Linked DNA regions of Mus musculus: region 2 is linked to region 1. A link is a contact called in public promoter capture Hi-C data. All regions are on one chromosome and are shown on one strand. Each heading gives the region's core, a stretch centred on a gene start, on an enhancer-like site or on the middle of the called end of the contact. The rest is flanking DNA. Distances are from core to core; before and after follow the strand shown.

Region 1 (6,875 bases), core at 450-2,949:
CACGAAAGAGGCTGCGCAGTGATTCGGGGAGCGCAAAAACTAACCCTGAAGATCGCCTGGAAAAGTCTCAGGAATCTTAGCTCTCAATGAATATTCGCGGCCGCCATCAGCCATCACTGACCCGAAAGAGGCTCACTGTGTCTCTCCGTGAGCTGATAGTTTATGGTAGTTATTTTCCTCAGTGGTGTAGGCTCTGACAAGATGTCTGTGCTCTAAATGACCCCCACCTATGGTCATGCGAGCAAACTCAGGGAGTTATAAACACAAAATAAAAACAACATGAAAATAGGAGAGAGAATTGTTGGGACAAGGGAGAATCTCAATAGGAGTGGGTGGGAGTATCAGAGAGGGCACTGAGTGATGAATGCGACCGGAAATACATTATAAACACGTATAAAATTGTCAAACAACGTTAAAATATTTGGTTTGACGTTAGGGTTAAGTCTTGCCCAAGACGACACCTGGAAGGTGAAGCCCAAATAAAGCGGGCATGGTGCTTTTGATGTGTCCTGTTGGGGGAGGCAGCATGTGTGCATCCCTTCACTGAATAGCTTGTGAGGGGAACCCACTCTCTACAGCACAATTTCAGGATGGCACCAGCTCTAGGTAGAGCAGGGGCTTTATATTCGTTGTCCATACGTCCCAGGGAACTCTAACGACTCCCCTTCCCCACTGTCCCGCACGTCCAGCCTCCCATCGTCTCCGTCCAGCAGAGGGGACTGACTCACAGGATCATCAGCCCGTAGGCTTCGTTGCGATGGTCCCGATAGGCTTTCCAGGGTTTGATCTCTAGCCGCTGGGGATGCGCGCTCTCTGTGCGGTACAGAGCTTCCAGCAGGCTCGGCGAGCCCAGATGCACCGAGTCGAAGGAGCCCAGCTTCATCCGGAAAATCTGGCCATACTTCTTGTGGTACTCTGCCTGCAGCGGGGCGGGCCAAATGCCATCAGCGCGCATCCTCAGGTGCCCCGGGCGCTTCTGCCTCGAGCTGCTGACCTGAGCTCCCCCTGCCACCCCGACCGGAAGGAATAGGGAACAGGGGACAATAGGTGATTAGGAAACAAACTATTTACCAGTGTGTCGTGCTGTTTCTTCAGGCCACCTTTCCAAAAAATCTCCAGTAGGCTGCCCAGCAGTGGCCAGTTGGTGGGTCCAGGTAAGGAGGTGACGTTCCGAGTCTCACCGTCGGTCATCAGCGGGCAGAGGGGCACCTCTTTTGGCGCACGCTTCACGTGCGCCTTGGATGTCACGGACCTTGGGGGTTGCCCGAGGTCCCGCAGCCGGCGCAGGAAAGCGATCAGGGGGCGCCTTTTGTCAATGGGGCAGCTCATAGTAGCAGGCGACCCGTGACACTCGAGGAGCAGTAGGGACTGAAATGGGTAAGGTATTTCGGAAGTGCTGTTGGGTTCTGAAGTTTTGGCGATTTGGGGAAGAGAGGCAAACAGAAGCCGCGGGTGTGGTAAAATACTGTACAACAGGATGGACTTGGAAGAGGCAGATGCCCAGGGATGCTGCAAGGTGCAGTTGTTTAGGGCGCAGGTCCCTGCCCTGAGCTGGCCACAGTGGCTGGGGAAGAGCGGCCGGGGTTTGGCCCGAGTACTCTGTGGCTTTGCAAATTTGACTTCTAAGGTCTAAAGCCACGAGGGGTCAAGGAGGGTCGAAGGGATGCCGCCAGGTCTGATGTACCTCCTTGTGCCTCCCCGAGCTCCCGGGCTTAGGGACCTCGTATTTATGGGAACAGGGCATGCTGGAGGTGGCCAATGAGCACGCTGAATAAGGGCGGAGGGGGACCGACTGGCAAGGATGGGAGGGACGCGGGGGGCGGGTGTGGAAAGAGGATGGAGTCAGCGAGGTGAGTGAGGGCGCCGGGGCCTCGGGTGACCGACACGCTGCTGGCCCGGCGGACGCACCGTGGTGGACTCCACCCCGGAGATAACCTGAGAAAGGCGAGTCGAGCCCAGGGTTCAGCGGGTGCGCTGCGAGCACGCCTCCTCTCCCTCCTCCTGCAGGTTGCAGCCGGCCTTGCAGGAGCCCAAGGCTGCGCTTGCACAATCGCCACTCAGGGCGGGCAAGGTTCCTGAGGACAGTGCGGAAGACCGCCCGCGCTTGCCAAGAGAGTGGAGAGCGAGCCTGCCTCCCAACATCCCGGGAGACAAGTTTTCGTAGCCTGAGCTGGACTTCCTTTGGATGAATGTTGCCTTTTTGAGCCTCTGAAGGAAGAGAGGATTTGAAACTTACTAGGATATACCAACAAGTGGGGGGGGGGGGGGGGCGGAGATAATTTTCTTACCCAGGGTCTTAAGCTAGGCAAGAAAGCCCAATGCGATTTGCAGAATTTCCTTACCAGATTCCTCGATGCTTCGGGTTGGGTTGTTAGGGAACCGAATAAATGAATGCACGTACACAGGTGTATGTCCTCAACAAAGGATGCTAGTGGCTTTAGTTCTGCGGGAGACTGTGGAGTGCCTTGAGGGCATGGCTTGGTTCCTTTGGAGTGCTTCCCAATGTCCCCTTAAGCCTTTCCTTCTTGCACACCGCCCACCCTTCGCAGAGCAGAGGCACCCACCGATTCCTAAGCGCCCCCACTTTCTCCCTAAAGCAGGCAGAGTTAGCCACAGATGCACCCTTGCTTTTGTATCTGGATAGATTAGAGCTCACTTTCCTAATTCTGGAAAGGAAATTGGTCTTCACTGATTTAAAGTGACTCATATTGTTTCCTGCTGTTCCAATGCCAAGCGCCAGCAACCAGGCAGGAGGCAGAGACTTTCCTCCTCGGCTTTCCAGTCACCTGACCGAAGGTTACTGTGACCCAAGCAATAGCAAAGTCTTCCGTAAACACCTGTCTGCTTCTGGAAAGGCTTTTGCAAATTTGTGATTTGTGCTCCAATACTGTCGTCTCGAATTTCCCCTAAGAGGTCGTGCTAACAAACAAACAAAAACTGCATATATGCAATAATTTATATGAAATCCACTAGATCAATGTTAATATGCACTGTCGTGTATACGGCATGCACTATAAGTTCATGTAGTCTCTTGTGTTTCTGTGAAACATACATTTTATAATATATGTAGTGCACTGTAGGCCATGTGAAAGTACCATATGTTAGACTTTCAAGAGCCTGTGACAAAACTGGAATTTCACTCCAATACTTATTTATTGATTGATAATTTATTTATGTATTTACCTCCCAAATGCTGCCCCCTCCCCCATCCCCTCACACTTCCTCCCTCCACTTCCCCTTCACCTCTGAGAGGATACCCCCCACCCCCACCCTCGTGGTTTATCATGTCTCTGGCAGGATTAGGCATATCCTTTCCTACTGAGGCCAGACAAGGCAGCTCTCTGCTGTGTATGTGCCAGGAGACAAATTTCACTTCAGCTCAACATCAAAAACACGTGAAAGAACCGTAACCCCACCCCCACCCCCCTGCCCATTGTCACAGACATTAGTAGCCCCAATGGCATTTGGATCCCAGTTTCTAACCCAGCCTGACTCTTCAGCATCGACATCCATATGTATCATTATTTCTATTGCTTTCTTGAGACAGTCTCATAGCCCAGGCTAGCTCAAACCCCTCATCCTCCTGTTTCCACCTCTAGAGTGTTGGCTGATGGTTTATTTCACCATGCCTAACATCACCTGGCCAATCATATCACTCTCTTCCATGGCGATGGAAGTATTCCTTCCATGACGATGTGCCCCAGAGGAGGGTGGGATCAGAACTTTCTCGTTTGGGTACGTGGCAGAGAGTGGCAGAGAGCATGCATCCTTAGAGGGAGGTGTTATTTCCGCATCTCTTCTCACTTGTGCCTGGATGCTGCAAAGACCCCATCCTTGGGTGTGTGTGACAACTGTCTTGTTATTTCAGCCAGTGAGCTACTATTTCTTTTCCTTTTTTTTTTTTTTATTTTGCATGATCAAGACCGAGACAGGTTTCAGACAAAGTAGATTCTCCTGGGAGTTTAACGTTAGACAGTTTTTGTTTGCTTTGTTTTTGAGACAGGGTCTCACGATGTAGTCCTGGCTGTCATGGAACTTGCTATGTTGACCAGGCTGGTTTTGAACTCACAGAGATCTGCCTGCCTCTGCCTCCTGAGTGCTGGGATTAAACTTATGTGCCACACTGAATGCTAGCACTAGACCGCTTCATGAATTACAAAGAGATACTCAGAAGTACAGGAAATTATTAGCTAGTGTATTTATAGAAGTAAATTAGAGAATTTCAGATTCATAGAAGTCCATGTCTCCTGTTCACTGGGGAGAGTCCCCAGTCTCAGCATAGAGTTTATTGGAGGTCCATTGAGTGGGACATTTGTCAGTCCTGGAAGAGGTTCAGAACACCAAAGTGATTATGTTGCGCATACTCTCAGGAACTTAACCTTCTTTCCTGGGCTTTGGGCCTCCCTCATTCCATGGCCTCTGTGAGGCATGCAGCCATTACCTCTCAGAAATTCCTAAAGAAAGATCTGAAAGTGGCTCCTAAGAGCCAACCCCATTCCCAAGATCTGCCCAGGCCACCTCTACTGTTCTGAGAAATCCTAACTATCTCCTGCAAAGATTGATTAGATTCATTAGACCCTAGCCTTTCTACTATGCAACCACACATGACAGTGTGTGTGTGTGTGTGTGTGTGTGAGTGTGTGTATGAGTGAGTGTGTGTGAGTGAGTGTGTGTGAGTGTGTGTGTGAGTGAGTGTGTGTGAGTGTGAGTGAGTGTGTGAGAGTGAGTGTGTGTTTGTGTGAGTGTGTGTATGTGTGAATATGTGTGAGTGTGTATATGTGAGTATGTGTGAGTGTGTGTGAGTGTGTGTGAGTGTGAGTGTGTGTGTGTGTGTGTGTGTGTGTGTGTGTAGGGCGGAACCTGTTGGAGGGCAAGGGCTTGATTTGGTCCTCTGTCTTGGGAAATACAAAACTCTTTCAAATATATGGGTTGGCAATACAATTTTGAGTCTCAAGCCTTGGCTGACCTAGGGTGACCTAGCTGCTTTTTGATTGCGGGAATTCGGAGGGCTGCTGACTTTTCATTTCTTGAGCAGAAGGTGGTGGAACCAACCTCACAGCCAAACTCAAACATCACAGAAATGGGAAGAGTGCCAACATAGGCTCCTGTGAGGATGCTGCACAAAGTCCCCAGCAAAGTGAGACGTTTAAGAACTTACCTTGTAGTGCTGTGCATTGCACACCTGGTTCCTTGGGACCCAGAGGGAGGGTGTTTCAATCATGATATCTGTGCTCAACTAGATAGTGGCAGTGTGTGTGTTTGTGGTGCTGGAGGCTGATCACAGAGCCCTGTGCACACCAGAGAAGCATTCTACCACGGAATCTCCTGACTCTTATTGTTTTGAGACAGTGTCTTTCTGAGTTGCTTAGGCTGGGCCCAACCTTGCTACTGTCTTACCTAGGCCTTGCAAGCAGCTGAAGTCATGTTGTTTTGATTCAGTAAACTGTACAGTTAAATAGAAGAAAATAGGTAAAAAAATAAAAAAAGGCCCCCCCCCTCACACAGTTTCTCTCTCCACCCCTCTACTCTGCAGCCACAATCTTCATGACTTTTCTCCTGCACCTTTCTTCCCAGTTACTTAAATCTCCTTGAAACTGTAAGCTACTGTCTTTTGTTGATTGACTCTCCTATAACACATGACCCATGATGTTTATGTTGAAGAGCACCCAATAAGCAAATAATAGGCAATTGATTATTGATTCTTTCCTCGTTCCCCAGCAAAACCCAGCGAGTTTAGTAACAATACATTGTTTGTTTTCTGAGGAAGTTATTGGTAAACCCTGCAGATGCTCATCTGGGTACCTCTGGGATGAAACTGTGTCTCCCCTCCTCACTGGCTGTGTGGGCTTGGGAAGATGTTGTGTTTCTCTGAGTCCAGGTTCCTCGTTTGCAACACTGGAGGTCAGTGGACACTCTTCCCCAGATGGGCTGAGAGCAAGAGCTCAGGTGGAGCATAGCCTGTGTCTTCCTGGACTCCATTTGGCACGCACTTGCTTTCCGGTTTCTGAGCAAAACTAGGCCATGCTGAGCAGTCAATATTTTATTCCAAGTGTGGAGAAAGGTATCTGAGAACTCCCAACACAGTCACATGGCGGGGGAGAGCTTTTGAGGTTCGCTGGCAAAAGAGCCATTCTCTTTTAAAGCAGGAAGAGCATGGTGTAAACAAGTCAGTGTTTTAGAGATTTATTTTATTTTGTATATGTGTGTGCCTCTGTGTGTATGTGTTGTGCCTGTGTGTTAGCCTTGGTATATGTATGTGTGTGTATATGTTTGTGCCTCTGTATGTATGTGTGTGTCTGTCTGTGTGTTAGCCTGGATATATATATATGTGTGTGTGTGCCTCTGTGTGTATGTGTGTGTCTGTTTGTTGAGTCTGGGTGTATGTATGTGTATACTTGTGTGTGCGTGTGTTTGTGTGCCTGTGTATGTATGTGCCTCTATATGTGTGCTTGTATGCATGTGTATGTATGTGTGTGTATGTGTGTGCCTGTGTATATGTGTGTGCCTTTGTGTGTGTGTATATGTGTCTGTGTGTATGTACGTATGTGCCTGTATGTGTATGTCTCTGTGTGTGTGTGCTTGTATGTGTGCTTGTGTGTGTGTATGTATGTATGTGCCTGTGTGTATATGTCTCTGTATGTGGTGTGCCACATGTACTGATGAAAGCCGGAAGAGGGCATCCAAGCTCATGAAGCTGGAGTTACTGGTGACCATGAGCCACCTGACATCAGTCCTGGGAACTGAACCCCGCAAGGCGGCTCACCCCTAACTGCTGAGCCGTCTCTAGTGCCAGTTAGTATCGGTATTATTAGTCTTAAAAAAAAATACAAGGTCTTGTTCTGTAGTTTAGGCTGGCCTGGTAGTTTTTAAGTAGC
Region 2 (6,397 bases), core at 3,196-5,695, 380 kb after region 1:
GTCCTGATGCTGGGATTGTGACATCGTGCTTGGAGAACAGAACCCAGAGCTCTGTGCACGTGAAGCAAGCAGTCTACCAACTGAGCCTCTTCCAAGCCCCACTGGGTCTTCCTCGTCCCCTGTTTCTCAAGCTGCCAGCAACTGTTCATAGATGTTGGAAAGATGGATCCTGAGTGGCTGGATAAGTAGCCAAGGAAGGGCTGACTCTGCTCAAATTACCTACGCCGATGAAGTTCAAGCTGAAGTTTCAAGGCGTCTCTAAGTGATTAATCTAAAAACCAGAATTTATCAGACAGGTTTGAGAAAAATAGGTCTCACTGTCCCAAATTTAGGCTTAGAGCGCCACCTGCTGGTAGGCCTGGGAATAGAGTTTTATTATTGGTGGCGCAGTGAAGGAAGCATCTGGCTACACTTGTGCTACATTCATGAAAGTGGACTCACTTCATCTTCTCTGCCACTCCCATGATTTCCAGTTTCCCTGTAGAAGAACTCTTCTGTGGTTAGGAGAATACAAAGCGAACACGTGAGCCCTTAGCGTAAAATCTGAGAGAAATCCATGCAAGAGAACCAGTGAACATAGTTTTGTTGGCCCACATATCTGAAGGAGCCTCTCAGAAATGCAGGAGATTTAAATAAATAAATAAATAAATAAATAAATAAGATTTCACAATGGAGAAGATGGCAAAATATTCACAATGTAAAAACTGGTGTCCTGCAAAGATAGCTCTATGGTCAGGCCAGCGAGGTGCCTCGGTGGTTAAGTACATCAGACACTGAGCGGACAACCTGAGTTCCATCCTGAGGACCTAGGTGATGAGAGAGAGAGAGAGAGAGAGAGAGAGAGAGAACGCAATCCCCCAAGTTCTCAGACTTCAGCATGTGTGCAGCAACACGTGTACATGTGAGAAGAGCACACATGAACTAAAGAAATAAAATGTAAAAAAAGAAGTTACTCTCTGTGGGGCACCTAACATACTAGCGTCTTAAATTTCCTTGGTACTAAAACTTTAGGGCCCAGAAGAGCTATCGATGCCTCTGAGATTTGCTATCTACGGAGGACGTAGCGTTCTCCTCTTTTTCCTCCCATCGACACAGTGCCTGTTTACTGAGCCAGCGCCCTGAGGATGGCAGCTATGTGTCTTCCTCCTAGCAGCTTGCAAGCTAATGGAGAGTCGTGAGTGACAATTAGACATTTATCTCAAATCTGATACGTGTAACAGCCACAGGGAATATGTTTATAGTTTTTATAGAAAGCGTTCACACAAAGGGAGGCATAGTTACTGGCTTGAGGGTCTTGTCTCCATCAGGTAGCTGTCGGAAGAAGCCATAGCATTTATGACAAAACTTTAACTCTAGAAGAGGCAGTCATATGGAGGATTAAGGAGAAAAAGTAAACTTTCTCCCCCCCCCTCCTCCTCTTTAAAGATTTATTTATTTATTTCATGTATGTGAGTACACTGTAGCTGTCTTCAGACACACCAGAAGAGGGCACCGGATCCCATTACAGATGTTTGTGAGCCACATGTGGTTGCTGGGAATTGAAGTTAGGACCGCTGGAAGAGCAGTCAGTGCTCTCAAGTGCTGAGCCATCTCTCCAGCCCAAGACAACGTTCTTCCTAGTCAGATTGGTGAATGCAAATGTCCTGAGGCAGAGATGAGTGGGGTATGGAGAAGGGGGTTGGATGACGGGAACCGGTGGTCAAGACTCCTTTGTACACGGTGTGCTGAGGGTGCTGAGCATAGTAGTGTCAGGCCTGAATCCTGTTTTAAGTCTAACATTGCAGAGGATCTGGGGAGGGGGTAGCAGAGGAGGAGCCTGACGGCTTCTCATGTGAGCCGTGGAGTGCCTGGCCTCAGCTCAGGGCACCGTTCTCAGCCCTCTTATCAGTCACGTTCAGAATCTTCAGTCTTGCATCAGAGATTTCCCATTGAGTCAGGATTTCCAGAGCACCCTCACCAGTCTGCCTTGCAGATAAAAATCATTCATTTCAAAATGAAACCAAGGAAAAGCAAGCCCCCGTGTCATTCCTCAGGCAGGAAACCAAAGCATGGTGCCATGTGTGCCTGCTGGAATCTACCATATGGCTGGCCTTATTTCCATCCTCCTGGTGATGACCTCCACAGCTGGAGCTGGCAAGAGCAGCTAGTCCTCCTCCTCCTCCTCCTCCTCCTCCTCCTCCCCCCCCCCCAGTTCATCATCTTCTCTATTGTAAAGAATTAAGGATTGGAAACATCAATCAATTCGTTCTAAGTATCATGGGACTCACAGGTGGAGCAATTGTCAAGGGACCCAGGCTCTGAGGCCCTGGCAGTGTCATCAGATGGTCCTTAGCTCTGAGAGGAGGCCCTTGCCCCAGTGTGAGTCACAGGCCCACGTGCTAAGATCAGAATGCTTTCATGGGGTTGAGCCCAGAGCGTGCAAGTTCATGCCCATTCTCAGGAGGATAGATTCTTGGAGCCAGTGGCTCCGCTGGGGAGTTCACTCGTTTTCTGAGCACATGTGCTACCCTTCCTACACACGTGCTGCTGTTAAGAAAGGTCACGGGGAAAGATGGTAAGCCAGGTGTCAAGGTTTGAATATGCTTGGCCCAGAGAGTGGCACTATTTGGAGGTGTGGCCTTGTTGGAGTAGGTGTGTCACTGTGGGTGTGGGCTTTAAGACCCTACTCCTAGCTGCCTGGAGTCAGTCTTCCACTAGCAGCCTTCAGATGAAGATGTAGAACTCTCAGCTCTGCCTGCCTGGATGCTGCCATGCTCCCCACTTGATGATAATGGACTGAACCTCTGAACCTGTAAGCCAACCCCAATTAAATGTTGTCCTTTATAAGACTTGCCATGGTCATGGTGTCTCTTCACAGCAGTAAAACCCTAACTAACACACCAGTCATCCTGCTCACATCGGCAGGGTCGTGGAGGACATGGAGTGAGTGAGGGGGGACATTATGGATCTGGTGGGACCTTTGTCAAGGTCTCTTGCATTATGAACTTTACCTGAGAGCTGTCTGCAGCCGCCTCTAGTCAGCCATGTGGTGGGCTAGAGTATACCTGAGCCCAAGTGTGTGGACCCCAGGCTGGTACTGGCTTTCTAGCATCCCACGGGAGTGGGTAGACGGCCCTCTAGCTCATCATTTCCTGTCGGAAGCCAAACCCAGCTTTCACACCTCACTGAAGAATTCAGTTTAGCCACGGGCTTTCACTTGGGCCCTGTGGTCATTGTCTGTGAGTTTCCCTTGAAGCTTCTGGAGTTTAAGGAGCTGCTGACAAGGGCCTCACACTTCACTCAAGATGTGGGGTTTTCCTGAACGCCACACCCAGGCGTTCTGCTCCCAGGAGGAAATTGTTACCAAACCAAATAAAGACATGCTGGAATATACACCTACCCAGGTAGTTCTAGCTCCACCCGTGGATACTATGTTTCTATGTTGCAGCTCCGGCATTAGAAAGAGACTAGAACACATGTTCAGGTTGCCTGGGAGGCGAGGAAAGACTGGGAACTTTAACACCCGTCACCACCTCTGCAGGCCAGAAATCTAGCCTGGGTTCAGATGTGAGGCTTGCAAGTGTTCAAGCTTTTGTGTCTCTCTCTCTCTCTCTCTCTCTCTCTCTCTCTCTCTCTCTCTCTCTTTTTAATAATCTGTAAAAAAATTTGCGTGTGTATGTGTGCGGGTGACATATGCAATGGTGAGGTCATGTGTGTGTGCACGTGTGTGTGAAGAGGTCATGTATGTGTGCACATGTGTGTGCATGTGTACATATGTGTGTGCCTGTGTGTGCTTGTGTACATATGTGTGTGTGCCTGTGTGATTTGAATTGATGACATATACGTGAGGAGGTCAGAGGTCAGCTTTTGGGATTTATTCTCTCCTCCACCATGTGGATTCTGAGGACTGACTTCGGATTCTCAGGCTTGGAGGCAGGCACTCACAGAGCCATTTCATTCGGCCCAAGCCCTTGGTTCTCTTTGTAGCTGTTTTAGTTTGGGGCAGAGATTGGGATAACTCTGCAAACTGTGGCAGCTCACAAATCCCCTTGCACGTCTCTTAATCCTCAGTAGAACTGCGTGGGAGAATGAAAGACATCTTTCCTTTCATCATGTAGAAGTGGGAGCTGGGTTTGTGTCAGGTGTTACTCCTGTTTCTTCTCAGGTGGGGAGGCTGGGATGATGTTAGCTGAGGCCTAAGGGCTCAGTCAGTCAGGGCTGTTGTGACAGAGGAACGGAAAGTCAGTTGAAGGGCCAGGAGCCGCAGAGCCACAGGGCACCAACCACCCTTTTCTCTTGGCTCAACAGTCCACACAATATGGTTTTGAAAGTGTGCCTGAAGCATCCATACTTGCTGGCTCTCAGAGCTCCCCCCACCTACTTCCTTGTGTCCAGCCTCTGTGCCACTGTGAACTCCCTTAGTCCTGTAAAATCGCTGCTTGTGCTACCCCTAGCCAGCAGGGGGCAGCAAAACATCTTGGTTTTATAAAATGAAAGGTGCTTGGCTGTCAGGCTGGGCAAACCGGTTTCTCCTGGGCACTTTCCAGCCTGGATCCCGTGTTTCTTAATACAATTTTACAGGGATGTACATGCTCACACACTGTGTGTTCACCGTGGCTGCTACCCTGCTGTTAATATCTACTTAGTTTTACTCTCTGGCCTTGTATAGAGGAAACCTGCCAATCCCTGCATTAACTCTGAGGTGGGCGCAGGGCATCCTTTTTTTCTTTCTCATTAATCAATCAATCAATCAATCAATCAATCAATCAATCAATCAATCAATTAATCGATTAATTGATTAATTAATTAATTCACTTTACATCATAATCGCAGGCCCTCTTCTCCCAGTCTCTCCCTCACATGGCCCCTCACCCCGTTCCCCCCACCCCTTCACCTCAGGGAGGTCCAACCCACCCTGGCACCTCAAGTCACTGCAGGACTAGGTACACCCTCTCCCACTGAGGCCAGACAAGGCAGTCCAATTAGCGGACCAGGATCCACAAGCAGGCAACAGTCAGGGACAGCCCCCACTTCAGTTGTTGGGGGATCTGCGTGAAGACCAAACTGCACATCTGCTACATCTGTGTGGGGTGGAGAAGGCTGGATCCAGCCCTTGTAGGCTCTCTGGTTGGTGGTTAATAGTGTCATGGATTGGTTGGTCTCAAGTTGAGCCAGTAATTGGTTGGCCATTCCTTAGTTTCTGCTCCATCTTTGTCCCTGCACTTCTAGTAGTCAGGACAAATTTTGGGTCCAAGGTTTTGTGGATGGGTTGCTGTCCTTATCCCTCCACTGAGAGTCCTGCCTGGCTACAGGATGCTTCAGGCTTCATATCCCCCACTGCTAGGAGTCTCAGCTAGAGTCCCCCTCATAGACTCCTGGATCCTCCCCCATCCCAAGTGTCTGGCACAATCCTAGAGATGCTTACCTCACCCCCCATTTCCATCCATTCTCCTGGCCCCCTCTCCCAGGTGACCTCTCAAGGGGGGGGGGGCATTCTTGACTTGTTCATTGGGCTGGAAACTGAATTGGAATAGAGGAAATTAAAGTCTTCTAACAGTGACATATGAAGATGTGCAATATTGTCTTATTCTGAGTCAGGTTTGCAAAGAGTGTCTACATCAAAATTTTCCCTAGTCCTGTGTTTTCCACGCCCCCCCCCCACCCGAATTTCATGACACAGGGAGGAACTACAGATGAAAGTTTAAGGAGTTAACACAGCTGTTAAGGACTGACCAGGGCTGAAGGCAAAGGCCAAATGCAAATGATATGTTAATCACGCACTCCCTAGTGATGCGTATTTGCATATCTGTGTGAGTGACCTTAGGAATACAGTCTCCTGTCCTGAACAGGCCACTTTTCTCTGGTAAATTTAATCAACTGTAGTACTAGCCAATTTGATCCTGAGCTTTCTTGAGAGATAACTGTTTGTCCTCTCTAATTTTTTTTTGGAAAAGATGTCACCAGCCCGCTGAAGCTTCACCGGACAGAGACTTTCCCCACCTACCGGTCTGAGCACTGACAGCAACCGCCAAGAGCTGTTAGCACATTTGTGCTGTGTCAGCCACAGCAGGAGGACACAGAGGGACAGCCAGGGAGAGTGCAGATGAAGAAGAGCAGCTTCGCACCCTGCTAATGTGTGTGGCCACGGGAAACGCTGCAGAACAACATATGTATAAATATTTTTCCCTTTCTCTCTCTCTCTTTCTTCCTCTCTCTCTCTCTCTCTCTCTCTCTCTCTCTCTCTCTCTCTCTCTCCCTTCCTTCCTTCCTTTCTTCCTTTCTCCCTTTCTCTCTTTCTCTCTCTTTCTTTTCTTTTTTTTTTTTAAAGATACAGCCCTAACCTCATGGAAACGCACTGGATAATATCAGCCCACCCTGTTTTTATAGCTGGACAGAGGAGTCAGTGTTGCTACCACGG

Evidence for each region. Promoter capture Hi-C pulls out the DNA fragments that hold promoters and counts their contacts.
Region 2: a promoter capture Hi-C map of liver shows a contact between it and region 1. The contact joins the enhancer-like site here to the promoter of Cyp24a1 in region 1. A contact is called at or near these places in 9 of 39 promoter capture datasets (the 3T3-L1 cell line, the C10 cell line, the HPC-7 cell line and 3 more), 4 of 15 datasets of contacts at CTCF or cohesin (the NIH/3T3 cell line and embryonic stem cells) and 12 of 115 datasets of contacts at active chromatin or transcription factors (astrocytes, craniofacial prominence, embryonic basal ganglia and 8 more).

Annotation. Positions count from the first base shown.
Region 1 is chr2:170,495,446-170,502,320 of GRCm38.p6, forward strand. It overlaps Cyp24a1 (cytochrome P450, family 24, subfamily a, polypeptide 1), which reads right to left and starts at 1,700. Exons shown (of 12, transcript NM_009996.4): 1 at 1,072-1,700; 2 at 729-919. The coding sequence starts at 1,329. It overlaps Gm16796 (predicted gene, 16796), which reads right to left. Exons shown (of 3, transcript NR_040367.1): 3 at 3,912-4,321. It also overlaps a transcript of Pfdn4 not described here.
Region 2 is chr2:170,873,241-170,879,637 of GRCm38.p6, forward strand. Dok5 (docking protein 5) reads left to right here. Exons shown (of 8, transcript NM_029761.4): 8 at 5,934-6,397. The coding sequence ends at 5,998. Among named protein-coding and RNA genes, the nearest start is that of Gm35033, 100 kb to the left of the region's middle. Within about 2 kb of position 4,446, at least 17 of the 459 cell types and tissues checked have an H3K27ac peak or open chromatin away from gene starts, as enhancers often do.